3 separate regions of the Zea mays genome follow, and regions 1 and 3 are each linked to region 2. The links are chromatin contacts, called in public Hi-C maps. All regions are on one chromosome and are shown on one strand. Each heading gives the region's core, a stretch centred on a gene start, on an enhancer-like site or on the middle of the called end of the contact. The rest is flanking DNA. Distances are from core to core; before and after follow the strand shown.

The links. Hi-C and Micro-C count contacts between places; a contact is called where the count stands out from the background.
Region 1: a Hi-C map of ear shows a contact between it and region 2, with 1.7 times the contacts expected there. The contact joins the promoter of LOC100282954 here to the promoter of LOC100285102 in region 2. A contact is called at or near these places in 3 of 25 Hi-C or Micro-C datasets (ear, leaf and tassel).
Region 3: a contact with region 2 is called in a Hi-C map of endosperm, with 3 times the contacts expected there. The contact joins the promoter of LOC103641667 here to the promoter of LOC100285102 in region 2. A contact is called at or near these places in 5 of 25 Hi-C or Micro-C datasets (endosperm, leaf, tassel and 1 more).

What each region holds. Positions count from the first base shown.
Region 1 is chr10:120,769,161-120,772,962 of Zm-B73-REFERENCE-NAM-5.0, reverse strand. LOC100282954 reads left to right here and starts at 2,188. Exons shown (of 4, transcript NM_001155859.1): 1 at 2,188-2,603; 2 at 2,745-2,867. The coding sequence starts at 2,439.
Region 2 is chr10:120,624,249-120,627,571 of Zm-B73-REFERENCE-NAM-5.0, reverse strand. LOC100285102 (translocon Tic40) reads left to right here and starts at 1,774. Exons shown (of 15, transcript NM_001157997.1): 1 at 1,774-2,121; 2 at 2,482-2,596; 3 at 2,678-2,735; 4 at 2,825-2,842. The coding sequence starts at 1,923.
Region 3 is chr10:120,788,026-120,791,492 of Zm-B73-REFERENCE-NAM-5.0, reverse strand. LOC103641667 (regulator of nonsense transcripts UPF3-like) reads left to right here and starts at 1,624. Exons shown (of 13, transcript NM_001346661.1): 1 at 1,624-2,016. The coding sequence starts at 1,877.

The DNA of each region.
Region 1 (3,802 bases), core at 939-3,438, 140 kb before region 2:
AATGGATGACTTTATCTGTGATGGAGTGCGAGTGAACTATCGCTAGATGGAGAGGCAGATGTGTGGATCTGCTGGAGAGCGACAAACGTATTTGGTACGAAGCCACGGACAGAGCATTATTTTTGTGGACACGAAGCCACTAACTGTTGGAGTTGGTCTAAGTCCACAAGAGGTAAGGACTTTGCCATGACTAGAGGGTCATTCATTTGGTCCTTGTGTTCTTCTTCATTTTGATCTGTTGCATTCCATCTCGAGACTCTTGCGCTGAGACATAGTGGTAGTTGGGTCCATGCAGACAGAGAGGAGTCAGTCGCTAGAAGAGAAGCCCCACCATTCCATGCTATCCTAGGACAGTGGTCTTGACCATGAAGATGGAGGTCGCTGATGGTGCCCAAGGTCGACGAGGATGACTTACATTGACTCACAGGTGGATCATTCAAAAATAGCCGAGGTGGCCAAGAAAACAACAATGCAAATAGAAAAGAATGTTCCCTTGAACAACTTTCAAAAAAGCTTTTGCATTGGTTATTAAAGGTTTTATTTTCTTATAGCTTAATTAGTCTAGTAAACTAATTTGGAAGAATTCAACAACTGCATGTGTTTTTGTTTGTATCTTACATTTACCGCTATTTGGGTTTCCGGGTTGTGTATATTCTTTATGCTTCTGAGCTGCTATAGTGATTGGTATTCCACATGCGAGCTACGACTATTTCGAGCATCCTCATTTTTATTTCAAACTCCAGCTTATAAATAGTGCAGTATACAATGTAAAATAGTGTAAACTAGTATTTTATACGATCATATGCACGATTTGCTAGCCATATTATAAGTGGAGCCTATTTTTCAATAATGTGTGCATGCAAAACTAGTTGATGCCTTCTCTGTTCAGACTAATAAATACTAATGTATACTCCTTAACAGGTAGCAAGTTACATGCGAAGGTGGCAACAACGTACAAGTCCCCATGACGCTCCTAGCTGAAAAGCTGCTCCTTGAATGACTGTAGAAGTCCCTTATCCCCGTGGCCCTCCTAGCTGGAAAGCTATTCTAGTAACTGAAGAAAATTCTAAATGTTGTAAATAAGATAGGTTCAAATTCACATCTAAAAATTGAGTAAAGGTTAGCAACCATAGAAAAGATGGTGATTGTCATAAAGATGAACAAATGATCAACATATAAAAGGAAATAAGAAAATCGAAATGTAAGAGCTCAAATCAAAGGTATAAGTTAGGACATTTTATCTTACCAATCAAGACATAATAGAGTGTGTAATTGGATTTAGCATAGACGATCATACTATTAAAAGAAGAGTTTAATTGGACAACCAACCATCTAGTGCCACTAGGTATCGAAATTATATGTATTGCATATAGACCTAAGTTATAGGCTGAGAGTAGGGAAAATGTTTATTGAAAACACTTTAAAAAATACAAACTAGGCTCTAACTTGTTTTTGACAAAACATTGTATAGTTAAGTCGGTTGGAAAGAGATGACAAAATGCTCTCGATGCAGATTTCCAGAGCTCATCAAACATATCCTGTGAGGCATTGGACATGACACTAGATATGCGTATGGTGTCCAGTGTAGGAGGGGTCCACCAGACAAGCAACTTAGAGGGCATCAAAAGGAAGGCATACAAACGTGCATATGACAGAATGTGCTCGGAGTGCCATCAGATGTCACATTGGAAAGAGCACTCAAACGTCGTATAAACTTACATATTTCGATTATGTACTCAACAGACGTGTCCTTAACATGTCTAATGGTTGCACTGAGCATCTAACATGTGTTAACAACTAGTTTATAGTCGTTTGAAGGGCATCAATGTATTCAGTGTAACCCCTACTAGCTTAGTGGACATGTTTGGTGCATGGAAATCTGTGTTTTAAAAGGTAGCGATTAGAATTTTCTAGGAGATTATAAATAGACCTTTTTGATAGTCCTTGGTTGGTATTACTCAACCATTAACACTTGCATACATCTCTGGAGGCTAGATCTATTTAAACGTCACGGCAGGTTGTATTATAAGTTGTTTGGCCTGATCTATACCTAGTATCAGATTGAGTTAGATCAGGTTAGTCCGTGTTTTTCAATTGGACGTGTCGGGTTGTGTTTTTAGCGTTGGATTAAGTTTTTTTAAGTTGGATTGTGCTTTGGATAAAAAAAATATGGCTCTTAATTCATCCGATTTCTATGTTCTTTTCTTACAAGTGAACAGCCGTTGCCCGTCGGCCGCCGCCCCTCCCTCCGCGCCCTCCCGACCACCGCTCCTTCCCCGCCTTCCACCTGCGCTGTCCGCCAGTCCTCCTCCACCTCGCTCCGGCACGCAGGGCCCACAAGAAGCGCCCCTTCCAGAAGTTAATCCGCCCCGGTTTGACTAGGGTTTGTCCCGTCTCCTAATCGATCAGATTGGCAGGTAACTGCCGTTGCCGCCGCGATGAAGAGGTACGGACTGCAGCTCCGCACGAAGCCGCCATCGTCCTCGTCGTCACGCGCGCCGCCACCTCCCGCCCGGCCCCTGGCGGCCTTCGCCGACGACGATGACGATGATGTGGAGGCAGAAATCCTCCGCCAGGCGGCCAAGAAGCGCTCCCTCCAGAAGGTAACCTGCTCCAGCCACCAGCTCGCGCGTACGCTTCTCCACCGATTTCATGGCAACCACATTAGATAATTCTTTTTTTTTTCTGTCTTCCCCCTCTTGTCCGGATGGGGATGTTGTTGTTGCCGTGTTGCGCGCGCACAGGTTGAGGAGCAGCAAAAGAAGGCCATGGAGGAGGATCCCTCGGTGTACGCCTACGACGAGCTGTACGACGAAATGAAAGAGAAGGAAGCCCGCCCTAAGATGCAGGATAAGGTCGTCCGCGAGGTAATTCCTCTATCCTGCCTTTGAGAGTTGTTTATTTGCTTCGTTTATGCTCACTGCGATATGCGACAGAGTAGTTACTAGTTAGTTACAAGTACTTTTTAGTGAAGAAGACTAATTGCTAGCTTAGGGTGTGTTTGGTTCAGCTTCCTGAACCAGATTCACTGCCAAAATATGAAATCTAAACCAAACAGGTACAACAGCAGAATAGATTCCTGAAAATCCATAGATTCCTATAGTTCAATTCAGAATCACCTCCTACCACAGATTTCCTAGATTCTTGTCATCCATGTTACAAGTTGTTTTGCTCTTATAGAATTTATAGTTGACAGTTGTTTCAACCAAACAAATTTTAGTTTTTTCACAATTGTCAGCTCACAATAATTTTCTCGTAGCTCATAGCTAGAATCAGACTTTAAAAAATCTACAACTGAACCAAATAGACCCTTAGTCTTGCATCCCGATTCTTAGTGTTTGATTCCTAAAATCTTAATTTTTCAAGTGTTGCTTTTGGTGTTTTACTTGTTTTTTGGGAAGGGAAAAGAACATAGGACCATAGTATTCAAGGTGTCACCCAGGCGGTGCGAGCCGGGGAGGTAAGGCGTCCTCCTCGCCTTGCTCTGGAACCTAAGGCGCGGGTGGGAGCTGTGGCGCGGTGGAGGGAGACGCTGGGGAGTGTGGCGCGGCAGAGGGCGGTGCAGCAGAGGGTGGGGCTGGGGAGGGCCTCGCGGTGGATAGCGGCGCGCTGGAGACGGTGGAGGGCGGCTGGGAGAGAGAGGGAGAAGCGACTAGGGAGGGAGGGAGGGTTAGTTGGGCTTAACCTAATATTAATGGGCTGAGTTGGGTTGGCTGGACTGTTTCTTTTTCTTTATTCTTTTTCTCTTCTTTGTTAATATTTTTGTCCTAAACACTTTCTTAAATATCAGTATTATTTCTAT
Region 2 (3,323 bases), core at 525-3,024:
CGCTCATGATATGCTCTACATTCTTGTTTTGAAATTTCCTCATTTGCAACTTAAAAATCAAACTTTAGGGAAATGCATTGTTTCTTCCTAGGAACTAACATATATTTATTACTATTGTTGTTTACCACATCCTGATCAATTCAAAATTGTTTTAGGTCATTCTTTCAGTTATCTGCACCGCCAATGGTGTCCTCGTTGCAGCACTTGGAGATTTTTCCTTTGACCTATATGGATACTACATGGCTCTAACATCAGTCTTCTTCCAGGTTGTGTTATCTCCTTGTGCTTTGTTCTTACAAATTTATTCTATAACTTTTGAGAGATTTTTTAGGCAAGGTTCTTTATCTTTGTAATTGACAGCTGAATGTGTATGCACTATGCAGACTATGTATTTGATTCTGGTGGAGAAATCAGGTGCCGAGGATGGTCTTTCCTCAGTGGACTTGATGTTTTACAACAGCATATTGTCACTTCCATTTCTGTTTTTCCTCATTATAGCAACAAGAGAATTCCCCCATTCTCTTACAGTATTATCTGCAAAGGTCAGTGATACAAATGCAGTATAATCAAAATTTTACCAGCACATTTAAGCTAGCAATCTCTGTGTGTTCCCTTGTCTCAAAGATAGTTCTCTAGAGTTTCTGAAGCAAATGGTTTAACACTTCGCTGCTATTCATTAACACAATAGTACTCTTAAAGTTTCTGTGTCATTATCTGTTGTATGTCTCTATCCTAACTTGCATTGTCTGGTGACACTTGAACTACAGGCAGCCTCTCTGATGTTCGGTGTCGTTCTCGTTATCTCGCTGATGATGGGAATCGTTCTCAATTTCACTATGTTTTGGTGCACAATTGTGAACTCTGCTCTGACTACAACAATAGTAGGAGTTCTCAAGGGTGTCGGATCAACGGTAAGTTTGCCGACTTATGAAAGATCAGTTTGTCCTTTAATCAGAACCCTTTGATACAATTGAGCTCTAAACTAATAAGTAAATCATGTATCATGTTTTTCATCATCAGACCCTCGGTTTCGATCTGTTGGGAGGTGTCGAAGTACATGCTCTGAATGTTACTGGACTGGTGATCAACACATTTGGTGGCCTATGGTACTCTTATGCGAAGTATAAGCAGAAAAGGAAAACACCACGGAAGATCCAACATGATGTAGAGTCGCATGCCCACAAGTAGCGTCAGATTAACTATAGTTCTACTTCGTTCTTTGATCAGATAATAACTGAGTGTATGTTTAAATCCATTTTTTCTGAACTCTATTCCATCACCGATGAAATGATTATCCCATTCAAATAAGGTACAACTATGTAATACATGGAAACCGTAGCAACGCACGGGCATTCAACTAGTTATAATTTAAGGTGGAACGCGGATTCTCGTTGGGGATTTATCTCTTCGCAGAAACGGGAATAGGGAATAAATGTCCCCCATAGGGCTCGTTCGTTTGGCTCTCAATCCATGTGGATTGAGTGAGTTTAAATTCTAAACAGGTTAAAATCTTTCATAATTTTTTATAATCCTATCCAATTCACATGAGACAGGAATAACCGAACAAGTTTACAAAAATTAGTTTAGGAATCATAAAATCGAAGGAGATTGGAGGAGCCTCGATGCCTCGTGGTAATTTTTTTCTCCATTGACATACCTATTTCACCGTGACAGTAAAAACATCATATGGGCCCCACATCCACAGTCTACAGCGAGAGACGAGGGCGTTTTGTCGTCATTCGTCAATCGTCATCCCATGATCCCATCCCAAAACTCCCCGTCTCTACTCCCTACTGGCCTCCTCCCACGAGTCGGATACCGAACCTCGGCGGCGTCGGCGCCACGCGAGCAAAAACCCTAGTGCGAGCAAGCGAGAGGCAGAGACCTCAGTGCCTCGAGCAACGCGCGCCCGGCCCGACGGCATGGAGAGCCTCATCCTCGCCTCCTCCTGCTCCGCGTCCCCACGGCTCCCGCTACTCTCCTCCGCCGCCCGCTTCCGCGGGCTGCCCGTTTCCGTGCCGCCGCCGTCTTCGGCGTCCATCAGCGGTGCCGCGAGGAAAGGGCCGATGAGGCCCAGGCTCTTCGTTGCCGCGGCGGCGGCTCCTCGCGGCTCCGGAAACGGTGAGGGGATAAGCCTTCCTCTTCTGATGCCTTTTCGCTTCCTGATTGCGCGCTGCTCAGCTTCACTAGGCGTTGAACAGGACCATGCCTCCTCTGAATTGTTATAATTCTTTAGTTTTGTTCATCTATCTATTGACCCAATCCTTGCGGCCTCCGTATGTGGAACTGATTGTATAGCTGACGAAATTACAATCAGTAGCTGAGAGCCGAACAGGGAATGGACAGCTTATCCGTTTGCTTTTTAGGATTATAATAAAGCAGCTGATGAGTAGAGTTCAGAATGGTGTCGCTTGTTCCCATTTCTATTCGTGTAGTCTATTTTATTCTGATATAACTAAGTAAAAACGTTCATTACATCAGTTTTCGAGGGATTGAGAGCAAAAGGCTTTGCAAGCATGTCATCTTCGACTGGCAATGAGAATATGTCTACTGGAACTGGTACACTACCTCCCATGCCACCCACATCATCATATATGTGAGTTTCCCCTCTTGTTTCTCTGTGTATGCTGTTATCAGATTTACCTTTGCACGATAACTTAGCATATAATCTCTGCAGTGGTTCACCTGTTTTCTGGATTGGAGTTGGTGTAGCATTGTCTGTGGCGTTTACCACGGTGTGAATCCCATTGTCTTTAATGCTATACCATGCTTTTATGTATATCGTTCACTTGTAACTCAAATACTTGCTGGTTTGATGTGTCAGGTCTCTTCCATGTTAAAGGTGAGCTCACAGCTATTCCCTGTTTTTTATGTTGTCAAATGGTATGTATCCCCATCAAGCGCATGGTTACTCTTAATAATTTCCCTATGGCTGTCTGTTGATGGTTGGTCATGAATCTGCAAGAGTTCTTTGGGTTAGCCTTTCTGTGCTATGCTTGCTTAGTATTCCATTGTCTCTAATACTTTATCAGTCCATTTCTGAGGTTTTAGCATCTGATCTATTTTTTTGACCAGTTTGTTTCTTAATATAGAATATGACTATAATATCTAATGAGTATGATATTATGAAAGTATGTTTCAAGAAAAAATACACATACCTGACTTTTATGTTTCTTAACTAAATATTTTGAAAATTGTTGATGGCCATTAAAATATAGTTGTAATATATGATAAGTATGATATTATGAAAGTACATTTCAAGAAATATTTACACATTTGTTTAAATGTTTCCTAAGTCTTAACTTATATTTTGAAAACTACTG
Region 3 (3,467 bases), core at 375-2,874, 160 kb before region 2:
CGTCTAGCTAAAATTTAAAAAAAACACACATGGCCCCAAGGGGATTCGAACCCGCGACCTCTCAAGCAAATGCTAGCAGTAGCTAATGATACACCACATATGTGTTTATGTCTACATCTATGACAGGAAACACATCTACTACATCTTTCCCCAAACCCACCTGCTACCCTTGCACAATGTGTAGTAGTAGATAAATATCACCGAGATTCTTGAATTATATTTTTGGATGGAGGGAATATTATTTAAAGAATAGCCTTGCATGCAATTTCTTTTGTTTGAATAATGTTTTCAATTTAAATTTATTTTTTTGCATGCGTGACATTTATTCTTCGTAATATTTTTTCATGGATCTGACTTGTGAGTCAATTTTATAAACCAACGACAAGCATGAATCCATGTTTCTTACTTAGAAACCTTGAACAAACACCTTAGTAGGAGGCACTCACGTTGGCGTCGCTCATTAACAACGAGAAGAAGCTTGGCGACTGCCAGTTCGACCTCTAGAAGCAGTCCTACGTGGTCACATGTGCCGCTGTGTACGACAAGCTCCGGCGCAGCCGCCGCTTGGACGCGGTGTAGAGTGGCTGCCCCGCGTTGTCCATCGTCAAGCAGGGGGACCTCATGGTCGTCGCCAACGTCGGCGACTCTCGGATTGTTCTGGGCACCACATCCGACGACGACACCATCACACCGTCCAACTCATCGTCCACTTGAAGCCTAACCTGCCACGTAAGTCGCTACTGACCGGCCATGAATTCTTGTGTGCTGGGACGACAGACGTTGTTGACGTTGTGTGAGTGTCCTCGAACATGATGTATGTAGAGGAGTAACGCATCCGGTGGTGCAACAGCCAGGGGTACTACTTCGCTGATGAGCTCGGAGTGCACTTCGTTTGGCATCCCAGCCAAGAGTCATCAGTACTCGCTATGTCGCGCGCGTTCAACGACTACTATATCGAGGACTGTGGCGTCATCTTGGCGCCGAAGGTGACGCAGAGGAGGGTCGACAACAATGACCAGTTTGTCATCCTCGCCACCGTCGGGGTAGTTTTTGTGTCGGTCTGTCTTTAATTCTCTTCGCAAACACATACACTTGTCTTTTTTGTTTAAGCAAGAGCGTATGGTGGTGCGTGCCTGATGACTAACGACGTACGAGGAAATTTCTTCCGTCATGTGTGGAACATGTTCTCTAATGATAAGATCATGCAAATTGTGGCATATATCAAAGTCTGCATGATACCGATGATTGTAATGTAGGGTGAAATAGTTAGATTAAAATAACAAAAAATATGTATGGCTAGGATCACAAATCGATTATGGAACTTTTTCTTATAACAGTATAACACATATTTTATATATAAGTTATCGTAGTATACTGATATTATATATTTTCGTCGCAACGTACGACACTCAGCTATTTTATATAATAAATTAATAAAATAAAATGTACCAAATAAATATCCGTTTAATTCTTTCGACACGATTTTGACTTTCTAATAAATTTATCAGAATGACCTATGACCTTTTGACTTTCTATCGTCTCCTCCCCTTTCCCAATCTACGACAGTTCCCAATTACACATCCTAAATCCAAACCAACCCCACACCCCCACCAAACTACCGAAGCGGAAGGGGGGGAAAATCCACGCGACGACGACGCGGCGAAACGAAGGGAAGGGAAGCAGGAGCGAGACAAATCCCCACCCGGCTCCAAACCCTAGCCACCTCCCCCGTCCTGTCCCCAGATCTCGCTGCCGTCTGACCCGCCTCGCTTCGATGTGACCCGGCCCTAGGGTTTGAGACGTGTTGCGGTAGGGGTGTTCTCAAGGATTCACGACACGAGAGAGATTCGGGGAGGCGTCGACGGTGCGAGCACACATGAAGGACCCGGCGCACCGCACGAAGGTGGTGCTCCGGCGGCTGCCGCCGGCGATCGCGCAGCAGGCCGTTGTGGACCAGGTCGACTTGCGCTTCGCTGGGCGGTACGACTGGGCGTGCTTCCGCCCCGGGAATGCCAGGTCCGCGCTCTCTGCTTTTCCAGTGTTTGTGGCGTTGCTGCGGGTGGGACGATGTCCTTAATTAGGACTTGTGGAACTATCCTGTTTAACCTATCAACCGTCGTAGGAAGCTATTATTGCGATGTTTCTGATTACGTTCCGTTGCTAGTTCTAGTGCACTTTCTCGCAAATAATTAGCGTGTTCATCCGTGTATTATGGAGATAGAGCCGCCGAGTTAGTCAAATTTTATTTGTTCTCTGATTTTGGTGAACTAATTATTTTCTCTGGCTTGCAATGGCCTGGGAGAGTTTCTGAGGTATCTGAATTATAGTTAAGCCCTGTTCAAGTTAAACTTTATTTGATTTAGCATCGATTGCTACTGAAGTGTTAGTCAGAACCTAGAACTAGTGGGTTGCCTCCTTACCTGTTCCTCTCTGTTTGTTGCATCACAAATATGTATCTGATCTGACCCACCTGTGCTTTTGATAGAGTTTAAAATGGAAAAAAATCATTGATTAGGGCAAATTCATTTTTTTTTCATTCTATCTCTGTTGCTTCTGGACTCGTTATGTTTTCATCTTTAGTTGTAAAGCAAGTTGCTGAGGGCCTGTTTGTTTACCCCCAGATTATATAATCTGGATTAAATAATCCTAAGAGGCAAACAAACAGTCTAGCTTATTTGTCCAGATTATATAATCTAACCCCTTGGATTATGATAATCCATAAGCAAGTGAGGAGGTGCTTATTTCAGATTATTTTTTCCCACTTTCCCACTACCCTTTCAAGTTTCCTAGAAATTACCCATCATTGCCATTATAATCTACCGAATCGTTTTTGCGCCTATCGGATCAGAAAAGCCCGCCGCCCAACAGAAACACGCCAGATAATCTGGGTAAACAAACAGGACTACTCAGATTATATAATCCAAATTATATAATCCAGATTATATAATCCTTCAAAAATAATCCAGATTATATAATCCATTGGGGTAAACAAACAGGCCCTGAGAAGAATTAAATTCAGCTTATAGTTTAGAACTACCTTTACACATTCAACTTTCTTTACTTTGCAGTATTTGGTTACCTGTTAGTGATTTCCTATGGCTGTTTTATATATTAATTCAATGTTACAGGTAATTGTGTCTACATTAGAAAAATTTGTTAGGAATTTTGTCTTGAATGATTCATATTTTTAACTGATGTGCCTGTCCAATTGCTTAGTGCTTATATTGATCTGGTTTGGCACTTCCATCTTCCTGTTTTCATACTGTGTTATGCAGTATATTTCCCTTTTCCTTTCTCTTTTATTCATGGATAATGTTACCAAAGTTTTCTGTCAGTGACTTGTCCCACATGCTTAGTCCAATATTTTTTATTCTTGATCTTGTTTGGAGAGACCTGGTGCAGTGGTGAGAGCTTGTCTCACTAAGTCACCAGGTTGTGGATTCGAAGTAGGCTCTCTGCATTTGCGC